2 separate regions of the Lactuca sativa genome follow, and region 1 is linked to region 2. The links are chromatin contacts, called in public Hi-C maps. All regions are on one chromosome and are shown on one strand. The core of a region is the stretch at or near the end of the contact, and the rest is flanking DNA. Distances in the headings are between cores, read along the strand shown. Region 1 holds the start of LOC111904731 (probable inactive receptor kinase RLK902). Region 2 holds the start of LOC111904732 (ADP-ribosylation factor-like protein 8c).

What was found. Hi-C and Micro-C count contacts between places; a contact is called where the count stands out from the background.
Region 1: a Hi-C map of leaf shows a contact between it and region 2, with 8 times the contacts expected there. The contact joins the promoter of LOC111904731 here to the promoter of LOC111904732 in region 2. A contact is called at or near these places in 2 of 4 Hi-C or Micro-C datasets (leaf and seed).

Annotation. Positions count from the first base shown.
Region 1 is chr3:89,620,582-89,626,765 of Lsat_Salinas_v11, forward strand. It overlaps LOC111904731 (probable inactive receptor kinase RLK902), which reads right to left and starts at 3,485. Exons shown (of 2, transcript XM_023900459.3): 1 at 1,939-3,485; 2 at 494-1,306. The coding sequence starts at 3,256. The coding sequence ends at 690.
Region 2 is chr3:89,428,098-89,434,151 of Lsat_Salinas_v11, forward strand. LOC111904732 (ADP-ribosylation factor-like protein 8c) reads left to right here and starts at 4,214. Exons shown (of 6, transcript XM_023900461.3): 1 at 4,214-4,414; 2 at 5,220-5,301; 3 at 5,392-5,424; 4 at 5,511-5,632; 5 at 5,731-5,892. The coding sequence starts at 4,377.

The DNA of each region.
Region 1 (6,184 bases), core at 2,235-4,734, 190 kb after region 2:
GTTTTGCATTAAACATATATAGAATAATTTAGGAGCTGTTTAGTATATTTTATGTTTAAATAATAATAATAATAATAATAATAAAGGTTTAGTGAGATGAAGCTTAGGTGGAGTGTCCCGTTCATCCTAATATCCATAACTTTTTATAAGAAAATTACTTAATTTTGTTATTTTCTAATAGAAAAAAAGTTTCCATTTAGAATCTACTCCTTTATATGTGCATTTGATACCGGAACATCAGTCGAATTGGCTCTCACTCACATGCTCCGGTCTCATTCTCTGTCCCTACAACTAATTCGGTTCAGTCATTCTCGTTCGAATAAAAAATATATTTCTTTTGTGTCCCTACAGTTAAATAAAAAGATACTAACTTCAAGGGAGACACACATTTAATAATCATAAACGACTTTTTAACTTTGACACCTACTCTTCAATGACCAAATAAACAATTGCATTATACACAATTAATTCATCACAATATTACAAAACCACATATAACAACTTAACCACTTCCTTCTTTTGTGGTTCCATACTTCCATATAAAAAAACATGTTTACAAAAAAACAAAGAAAAGAATACCATTCATTTCGATTTCATATCACAATTTACTACACAACCTACAATGTGTATAAAAAATCAACAACAACAAATCAAATCAAAAACAACAAATTTCAAGAAAACATCAAGAATCAAGAATCACTCACGATATCACTCGATAAATTCCCTTCCCTCTCTTGCACCCCATTCGACCTACAAAGCTCCTCAATTTGACTCATCACATCACCCATCAAAGGCCTCTTATCAGGATATTGTGCACAACATTCAATAGCCAATTGCAACAATTGAACCATATCATCTTCCACATTTTGATACCTAAGAAGCTCAAGATCAAACACTTCAGAAGTCCATTCTTCACGAACCACAGATTGGACCCACCTTGGAAGATCAACCCCTTCTTCATTCAATAACGCATGGGTCGGGGCTTTACCCGTTAAAAGCTCCAATAGTAACACACCAAAACTGTACACGTCAGCTTTTTGGGAGATTTTTCGGATATCCGTAACCTCCGGTGCACGATAGCCGTCTATACGAGTTGGGGTTGAGATGGGGCCCACGAGCTGAGCGAGCCCAAAATCGGAGACACGGGATTCGTAGGTTGTTGTTAAAAGAATGTTTGATGATTTTATGTTTCCGTGAGATACGGTTGGTCCTTGCGCGTGTAAGTAGGTGATTCCGCGGGCCGCTCCGAGTGCGATCGCAGATCGGGTTTCCCAGTTCAATGGTGTTCGACCGGCTCCTCGGTTACCTACACAATAGTTCAATAACATCAGTTTTCTGAAAGTTATTGATCGATAGCTGACAAAATTGTCAGCTATCATTAACTTTGGGTTTTAACACTAAAACTCAAAGTTATTAGTAGTAACTTTTTGAGTTTTTTTTTATAAAAGCTCAAAATGTTACTAGTATTACCAGTAAAGTAACTTCTTGTTTTTTTTAAAAAAGCTCAAAAATTACTAGTATTACCGGTAAAGTAACTTCTTGTTTTTTTTAAGAAAGTTACATTACAAATCTTGTTTTTTCTAATAGTAAAATAAAATAAGTACGGAGTATATTTTATCCCTAATTTTTGTTTTAGGAAGATTGAGAAGAAATGCTTAAACCCAACTACCCCATTAATTTAATACCCTGATTAGTATCTTTAATCTCACTTCATTACCATTTACCAAACGACATTGTGTGCAGAGTTATATCAATATATGACAGATCTAAGAACAACCTTGAAATTTTTAATTTGAAAAAGACAGTTGACCACCCACATTATGATTAAAAAATTAGGGAATTTCAAAAATCAAGAATCGAGATCCACGATTTCTTGGTTAATAATTTGAAATTAGGAAATGGTAATTATGTTTAGGAATTGAAGAAGAGATAATTTACCATGTAAGAGAGCAGATAAGCTTCCCATAGGCATGTAATCGTAGACAAGAAGCTTTTCTTCGCCATTGCAGTAGTACGCTCTTAAAGGAACTAAATTCTCATGATCCATTGCTCCTACACCTTCGATTTTCTCTCTGAATTCCTTATCCGCCATTGTTACATCCTTCAACCTTTTCACGGCCACCGCAAAACCCATCTCCAGCACCGCCTTGTAGGCAGTGCCGAATGTCCCTTTCCCTAAAACTTCAGCGGATGCTCTCAGTAAATCCTCCAAATCGAACTTACCTAACTCCTTGTTCTTCTTGAAGAACACTAGCTTTTTAGTAACAACCTCACCGGATTTCCCCTTCGCAGCACCTCCTGCGCCACCAACCGCCGCCGTTAACGATGGGTAACTGTCAACATTCTCAGTGGATTTCTCACGGGGCATCTCAACTTCTACATGCTTTGCTTCGACCAGATCCTTTGGCCTTGTCTCCTCCTTTTGATTTCTCTTCTTACAACACAAAAAGAACAAAATTATAAGAATTAGTAACAGAGCCAGTACGGATCCTATCACAATTCCGGCAATGGCGCCGCCGGAGAGCTTATTTGATTTGGATTTGGATGGCACTGCGCCCGGCCCGGACTCTGACCCGTTACAGCTTGCAAGCGGACCTCCGCAGAGGGAGTTACCGGAAAACGCGGAATCTGGGAAAACCGAGAACTTTGATGGGATTTCTCCGGTTAATTGGTTGTTGGAGACATTGAAAAGAGCGATATTAGTCCGGTTTAGGTCCGGAATTGAACCTGTCAACGCATTGTTCTCCAAATACAATGTGGCTAAACGGGTCAAATTATTAATCGAATTCGGAATAGTACCGGATAAATTGTTGTTCGCGAAGCTAACCCTAACGAGATTCACGAGAGGGGAAAACGAATCCGGAATCGGGCCTGAAAACAGATTGTTTTGGAGGTAGAGATTCCGGAGGTTAACGAGTGAGAAGATGTCTGCGGGGAGAGGACCGGAGAGGGCGTTGTAACGGAGACTGAGAGTGGTAAGTTGGGTCAAATTGCCGAGGGTGTTGTCGGGGAGTTGGCCGGAGAGACCCATTCCGGGGAAGTGAAGTTCGACGACACGGTTGGTTTTGTTGTCGCAGAAGACACCGGGCCATGTGCAAGGGGTGGAGGGTTGGGAGATGTTCCATAGGATGGATCTGCCGCCGACGGCTGAGCGGATAGCAAGGATGGCTAACCTGTCGGCGCTCAGGTCAGGCTTACCGGCGATGAAGAGGGAGAAGAAAAGGATTACAGAGAAAAAGAAAGGATTTTTCTTCATCTTGGAGAGAGAGAAAGAAGAGAGAGAGGCCACTACGTTTGAGAGTGGTGTGGCAGTAGGAGTAGAAAAAGAGCAGTTTATTCCTCACTTTCTCTCTCTAGAACGATTCGGGTTGTGGGGCAACTCAATAGAAAAAGTTCAATGAGGTAAGATTCCAAATTTTGAGAAAGATAGGGGCAAACAATGTGACTTTCATAAAAAGTAACGAGTAAAATGTAAAATTGGCAATTGTTCGAAAAAAAAAATAATAATAAATTAAGTGGATATAGCCTATTATCTTTTTAACTTGTATTTGTATAGTAGTCTAATTTTTTTTATAGTACAAAAAAATATATTATATTTTTTAATTTATTTTAATATGTTAATAATTTTTAAACTCTCTCACACATATATACACACACCATCATGTTCTTCACAAAACATATATCGAAACAAACCAACAACACAGAAGAAGAATATTATGAACATGTAGTCAAAAGCTACTTTAGTATGTACCCAAATGGAAGAGAAAGGACATAGTCTTCAAATCAGTAAAGGCTGTAAAGCAAAATGAAAAATGAACAGAGATCAAGAAACAAATGCACCCTCTCGATATGTAAGCCCTAATTAAAAAAACTAAATACCTATGGGTAAATATGAACTCTAAATCGTAGAAACAAAATTCAGGGAAATAGAGATGAACCCTAGATTAAGAGTTCTGTTTTTTGGTCACTATGATGAGAGAGATACTCTTACTTAAACTTGATCAGCCCTTTACTTATGGTTGATTTCTATAAAATGCAATGAATATTACTGTTATTCATTGATTTCTAATGTGGTTAAGCCTCTTGGTTTGATTTTAAAATGATCATAATGACATTTGACACGACAACAATGTTTTAAAAACCAGTTTTTTAGTTGAACCGGTATGGTGACCGATTACTGGTTGCACCTTCGGTTCAACGGGCTTCTATAATTTTTATATTTTTTTTCCTATTTTCCTACATACACACAAAGATCCATAATTTTAAACATTAAACATACACATAAATATAAGTTGAAGATCAATCTAAATACATTAAAAACGCATAACCGTAAGTTTTACATCAATCTGCGTACATCAAAAATAAAATAAAGTAAAATATGGAAACAAAATATAATTTTAGATAAATACAAACGCATTAAAAAATATTATAATATTTATCATATGTGTTTATTTAAATAAATCTAAATAGCTGTGAAAAAAAGTTTGGTATGAAAATGATTAATTTCCATGTGTTTTTGTTTAATTTAACCGGTTCAACCGGATTTTTGTAAAAACCAACCGGTTCATTCCGATTCAGAAATAAATATAAAACTGATGCTAATTGAACCACTTCCTTTTTCGGTTTCCAGTTCAATCAATCGGTTCAAATCGGTTTTTAAAACATTGCACAAGAGTTATACGATTAACTATCTCTATTATCATTCTTTAATTCATATCATGCTTGATTTAATCTGAATTGATCTAAATGGTCATGGAAATCAATTGGTGTACATATTGGTCATCTAATGAAATTTTATACACATTAAAGTTCATTGTTTTATTAACTTAATCTTATGATTTGATTCATCATTAGTCATAATTGTCTTAATGATCATAAAACAGTTATGATTCAAGCAAATATAATTAGATTTGTCATCTTGACTATATAAACTTAGCAATAGACAATAAAGATACAAATTTTATAAAGAAGGGTTTTTTTATGAAACAAATATGACAAATTAAATAATTAATAATATCACAATAGAAATCAAAGCATAACTTTAAGGTTTATATACATCTAAGAAAAAACAAAGGGTGGGTTTTTATCCTATAATTTAAGTATATTAGAGAAGGAAATCATAAAAAGTAGAAAAAAAATTCACAAATAGTCCTTTAGGTTTATCGTTTTTTTTTAAATGGTCTCTATTAAACTTTTTCCTTTGAGATGGTTCCTATAGAGCAAATCTTACACACTAATGGTACTTACTGTGGATGTCTATTAGATGGATCTATTAAGTTGATTTTTTTTATAATGATTATTTCTATGATTTTGTGAAACTTGATTAAGGAACATTTGTAAAAATTTATGCAAGAACCATTTGAAATATTACAAGGTTAGTCTCTCAATTTTTTTTTTCTTTTTACATTTTCGACCCTCTTTTATTACTATTTTTTAATTTAAATTTCTTTTAAAATTCTCCTTAATTTTTTCACAACTTTATTATTATTATATATATTTTTAAGTTAAAATTTTAGAAATTAGTTTTTATAACAATTTTTACATGAAATCTTTTTATGAAATACATTTATTTTTATGAAATATATTTATTTTTATATGAAATGTGATATTTATATAAATAAAAAAATTAAAAGTTATAAATTTTAATCATCATAAAAATATATTTTATTTAATATATAAATAATTTTTGGTGTTTAGACTTTATCTAAAATATTCAAACTACAATACATAATTAAATATTTTTGTTTACTATTTTTTATCTGAAATTATTTGAAGTATAAACACATCACTTTATTACTTTTTAATTTTTGCATGATGTAATATTTAACATTTATCTTCATTTAACTAATACAAATATATTTATTTTTAATATATATATATATATATATATATATATATATATATATATATATGATGTGTTATAATAAAAAATATGTTATTATAGAAATAATAGTATGCCAGTATTTTATTTAAAAATTATATGTATGCGAATTTGAATTAAAAATTAAAATAGGTTTTGGTTTTGGTTTCATAAAGTAAGTATGGTAAATTTTTTATTGGTTTGATATAAACTTCTGAAATTTAATTTTAGAAAGTTATTTAGTTTTATCAAATTTTGAATATATTCTTTAATAAAACATAAACTTTTCAAAGCAATATGTATGTATATATATATATATATATA
Region 2 (6,054 bases), core at 2,964-5,463:
AATTTTTCCTATTAAATATTTATGACATCGCATTGATAAAATATAAATTTTATGACAATAATATAATATTTTCAATGTTTTTATTTATATGGCGTTCCACACACTTGAAAAGAAGGCTTTGGTGCGGATCTGTCATATATGTTATTAAATATAGGTGAACGATTAAGAATGTTGATGTCGTTAATTAAACCGAGTGAACTAAAAAAAACATGTCAAATCCATAGATCATGTGACACCACCACTTCAAGTATAAGCTTTGGGTGACTGGAACATCCCAAAAATCGAGTCCGAAAATTTTTGTTTTTAATTATAATACTTGTAAAATTGTTCGCGTAAAACATTACTAATATCACTTCAAACCACAAAACCATAGTTACATGTTTCAAAAACCATAATGTCAAATAGTATAATGTCAGAGTACAATCTAAGGGTTCTCAAATGCTGAATCATGTGTATGCGATGTGTTGCTACCTTACCGGCTCCTTCCCCTTAGATGAAGAGGTATCTGAAACCAAAACTGAAAACCGTAAGCACAAAGCTTAGTGAGTTCCCCCATCATACTACATATCATACAACCATACATACTGTCAGGGAGTTCTGGGGTGCTGACCTACCCATGTCAAGCCATTCTATGGTGTTGATCTACCCATGTCAGGCCATTCTGGGGTGCCTGCCTACCCTCCGGTCTATCTCACCCAGTCACGGGGACTATTTCACCCATACTCCTATCACATAATAATATATCATAATCATGCTGTAAGACATATTTGGGGTGTCCGACCTACCCTTCGGTCCTAACGACTGAATTGGGGATTATTCCCCCTCCTACTACCATTAGCACATAGAACAAACATACCGGAACATAGAACATGTCAAATAATAGCAAACCAGACAATTATCACATAGACAATCATTTATACTATAATCAACTACTAGTGGGTCGGCCTTGGTGTCGTAGACCCACTTCTACTGGAAAGTAAGTCACTTCAATGTCATGTAGTGACTACACTGTCCTCGGTACGGAAATCAACTCTTCTCGACTCCTCGATCCCTACACATCATCCTTTCTAAGTTACCATTTCATACTCATAACCCCTACCAGGGTCAACTCAAGTCCAAGTCAAAGTCAAGGTCAAGACCTTGGTCAAAGTCAACATCTGGTTGACTCGACTCGCCGAGTTGCTCCACCAACTCGCAGAGTCCCCACGTCCACCAAAGGCTACAATCATGTCCCTACTCGTCGAGTATAGCAAGAGCTTGATGAGTTCTCCTTTAACAAACATAGGGACCTTCTTCAACTGACTCACTGAGTTCGTCCTTGAACTCGTCGAGTTCATCTTCATTCGTATGAAGGTATTTTAGTCTATGACTCGCTGAGCTCTCCCTGAACTCGTCGAAGTCCGTCTTCATGTGGTTGGGACATTGCCTTGAACTCGCCGAGTTAGCTCATCCACTCGTTGAGTTCTATGATTTCCAGGTCCCTAAAGAGCCTAGACAACTGAGTGATCTTCAATCTTATCATCTGGTCCTTTAATATAAAGGATTTGGTGGAAAATACGTCCCGACTCGCCGAGTCCCTTTTTGTCCCAAACTATACATTCAATTTTACTTGGTCTAAATGTTTCCAAACCATAGATCTGACCTCCTAGGGTCCATATTATACGTAAAGCTACGAACTTGATGTCCATGCATGGGGTCTTTGGCTCAAAAAGCCATAAAAAGGGGTTTATATGTTGCATGGGTCTCCCATGGCCATAAAGTTGGCACCTTTATGCCATGGGAACCCTCAATGGTTCTAGATCTGAAGTACAACTCCAAATATACACATAAATCTGAGTATAGCTTCTCTAAAGCTTAGAAAAGGTAGAAAATAGCCCCAAATCAAGATCTAAGTAATGAATAGCCAAGGTATCAGCTTTATACCTCAAATGAGCAGGAAATGTGCCAAGACTTCTGGATCTACTTGCTCTCTCTGGATCTACTTGCTCTCTCTTGATCTCCCAAGCTTCCTTCTCCTTTTCCAACTTCAAATACACACAAAAGGCACCAAAAAGCTCAAAAACACTCAAATAAGGCTTAGGGTTTCAAGTTAGGGTTTTCTCTGGGTTGAGGAGGGACGATGGGGGCTGGTTGAGGCAAAATAAGTCGTTTAAATAGGGTGCAAACACTAAATATTAGGGTTTCATCCAGACAGCTTCTACTCGTCGAGTCGGTCTCCCGACTCGTCGATTAGATCATTAAACTTCCCGGTCAAAATCGAGTCTACTCGACGAGTTGGGCCTCTAACTCGCTAAGTCCCAGAGTAAAATATACACTTGAATTTAAATATGTACCAGGAACCGGGTGTTACAGTGACCGTGATCACCTTGGGTAAATTGAAAATGGTGTGGGTAGGGTAATTTTCTCATGCCTAAGAGAGACAATCTAAACTTCCTATCATTCAAGGAAAGCCATGTATGCTATCATGATGAGCTTGCAATTGTACGATTTCATTGTGTGTAGGCTACGTAAATATTTTAGACCGTAAAACTCATTCATAGTTTTGCAAAAAAAAAGTGGAGACAGCCTTATGCGGTGCTAGCGGACATCTTAAAACTCTCGTTCAACGCATCGGGCGTGATGCCATATGCTAATTGATAAAGTATAGTTGTGCATTTTTGTAAGGGAGTGAACCTCTAGCATCGGGATGTTGTTAGAAAAAACTACACCCTCATTAAATCTTCGACTATACATTCATATAAAGGTTTGAACATTCTGAAGCGCCTTTCAAAAATAGTACCCTTGAAAAGTGGCATTCTCGTGAAAGTAATCTTGTATCAAACATTGGTTGACTTCTTCACGGTTTTTGTAAATATATCTTTGTGTTCTCTTTTGAGAACTTTTAGCAATGTTATTGCATAGAGAGGCATAGGCTTGCTCCGCCATTTGACCACAAGCGACGACACTATAAAAAAGAAATTGAAATTCTTCAAACGACGAAGAAGATGACATTTTTCTAGTTATTTTGAGAGAAAAAGTATAGAAAATTGTAAAATATTGGTTTTGGTTTGAAGAAATAAGGGTAAAAGTATGGATTTATAGGTAAAAAACAATTTTTTTACACAAGTGATCGTTCAACGGTCCACCAACCCATCACCCAATCAAAAAGCTTGGTAATCGAAGGGAGAGGTGCGGTTCCGCATAGGGCGGAGAGGGGTTTCCTTGCCTATGTGGCAAAAGGTGCGGCCTAGCCGCATTCACTCCCTATAGTCTTAGTAATGTACCAGCTCAGCAAGACTGAGCCGAGTAGTAAAATACCGACACGTGAAGCGAAATTCAGACTGAGTCGAGATATTATTGAACTCAAAGTAACGTCGAGGTCCCATTATATCATGTGTAATACGATCACATGTGGAAAGCAAACGTCGAGGTCCCATTATATCATGTGTAATACGATCACATGTGGAAAGCAAGCACGATAGACAAGTGTGATAGTTGTTGTCCTCATCCTGTGTAATACGATCACATGTGGAAAGCAAGCACGATGGAGGCACATACATACTACAAGTGTGATAGTCATTGTCCTCATCCTCAAACACTATAATAACTTTTTCGTAAAAGGCATCTCCAAGTAACAATTTACTCTCATTTCAACTTAAAAATCTCACATACTATCTAGAGTGCAATTCTAGAACACCGTTTTGAATTATGACCGACCCATATATTCTCTTGTGATCAATAGGTCTTAAAAGCATTCCATTCAAACAATCGAACAAGAAAACTATGAATCCGAATGAGTCATTTGAAAACAACTTAATAAGAAAACTCTAAATTCCAATCCATCTTATCTCAAACGTATCTCCCAAAGACTTCGTTACATGAATATTTAACCAAGACGATGATTTAGCACTTTAAAAAAACTAAAAGTAACTAAAGTTGAATTTCAATAGCTTTTTATTTTATATTGCTTTTTAAACTCCTAAACGTACGGCTGAAAATTGATTCTTGGATCTCACACCTCGTTTGAATCTTTAACTTGTTTTTTTATGCCCTACGAATTAACATAAGTCATCTGAGTTTTTTTACATACAAACTATAAACTTAATCTTAAAGATGAATTATGAAAACAATTTTAAGTTACCAAGAAAAAAAAAAGGAAAAAAGAAATAGAGGTAGCCAAATGCCAAATGCCAAATGACATTATTATCCCTACGGCCATCTAATTGTTGCCGAACAGTGGGGAAACGTACACATACATACCTGCTCCACAATCGCCCAAGGTTTTTCCCTCCTCTTGCTTTTTGATGTCAATTCCTTACTCTTCCTGAGATTTCTAGAAACCAACTTTTAGGGTTCTTTGCATTATTCTGCAAACACCTCTTCCATATTCTCTCCAGATGGGTTTGTGGGATTCTTTTCTCAATTGGCTTCGTAGGTAATTCCGTCGAACACTTACCCTTCAATTCGTACTTTCATGTCTCTCTAATTCTCACTTATTTCATGCTTTTTGATCGTTTTTCCTTCCTCTTTGTTCATTTTACTTTATTGACTTGTGGCTCATATCAATCTTGCATCTGCTAAATTTCCGGCTAGTTCGTTGAACACCAAATCGTGTTCTACTTATCGAACTTCTTGTAGATTTTGATTTAGCTATCTCTAGTTGACAATTTTATGTCAAGATTATGGAACTAAAGGGGGGAAATACGGGGTATATGAACTAAGCTTCCACACTGTAGCACCTAGTAATTGGATATATTTAGTAGATTAAAACCATAAAATTTTGCATCTTAGTGTTGTATCCACATGTTTTTAATCAATCGAATTAATCTTTGATAGAATTCATAATATTAAAGAACGTTTATCAAAAAATTTAAAGAACGTTTTATAGACTGTTTTTACTTTTTAAGGTTCTGAAAGAAGATTTATAGAAGGGAGTTGAATTAAGTGCTTCCAAGAAAGCCTAACTTTTTTTTCTTCACTTTTAATCGATTTTATTTGGTGAATGGCTGTTGCTTATTTTGAAGTAGAATATTAAATAAAGCTAAAAAATGAAAGTAGGATGCTATTTCTTGCATCCTAATAATAAAAAAAGTACAATTCAGTAATCCTACAACTTAATAGATATTTCAAAACACAATGCCTTAATAACAAAAAAAAAAAATGAAAGTAGGATGCTATTTCTTGCATTGAAGCTTGTGTTTAAACTTAACTTTAAGATTCTCACCATGTTTAGATATCAGTTTGTTCTTTAAACAGGAAATGGAGCTTTCACTTGTGGGCCTTCAAGATGCTGGAAAGACATCTCTTGTGAATTCCATTGCTGTAAAAATCTTCATTTCCACAATTTTATTTCTTCTTTTCCAATTAAAAAAATAATCAAACTCTGATTTATTATTACTTTTTAATCACCAGACAGGCGGCTACAGTGAGGACATGATTCCAACTGTAGGTATCTTTTAAACGATGAAAAATCATTTTATTATTAGTGTTACACATTATGTTATTTTAAATCATTTAATTTCGATAATCAGGTGGGATTTAACATGCGAAAAGTTACAAAAGGAAACGTGACGATAAAGCTTTGGGATCTTGGAGGGCAACGGAGGTTCCGATCCATGTGGGAAAGATATTGTCGAGGAGTTACTGCCATTTTGTAATTCACTTTTCTACATTTAATTGTTGTAACAAATTGGAAAAAAATATTTAAGATTTATATATAATAATAAAATTATTTAATATGTGGAAATACAGGTATGTGGTCGATGCTGCTGACAGGGATAGCATTCCGATAACAAGAACGGAATTACACGACCTCTTGACAAAGCCGTCTTTAAATGGGATTCCTTTGCTTGTTTTAGGAAACAAGATTGATAAGTCACAAGCGTTAACTAAACAAGCATTGGTTGATCAATTGTAAGTGGTTTAAAAAAAATGAAAATAAAATGTTCGTTTAGGCTGTATTTGTTATGCAGGATAGGACAGGACACGACATGACATACAGGTTATACTGCGTTTGACGTGCATTGGACTGGGACCGATGTCAATAAGACAAAAATTGTAATTTATTTGTCCGAA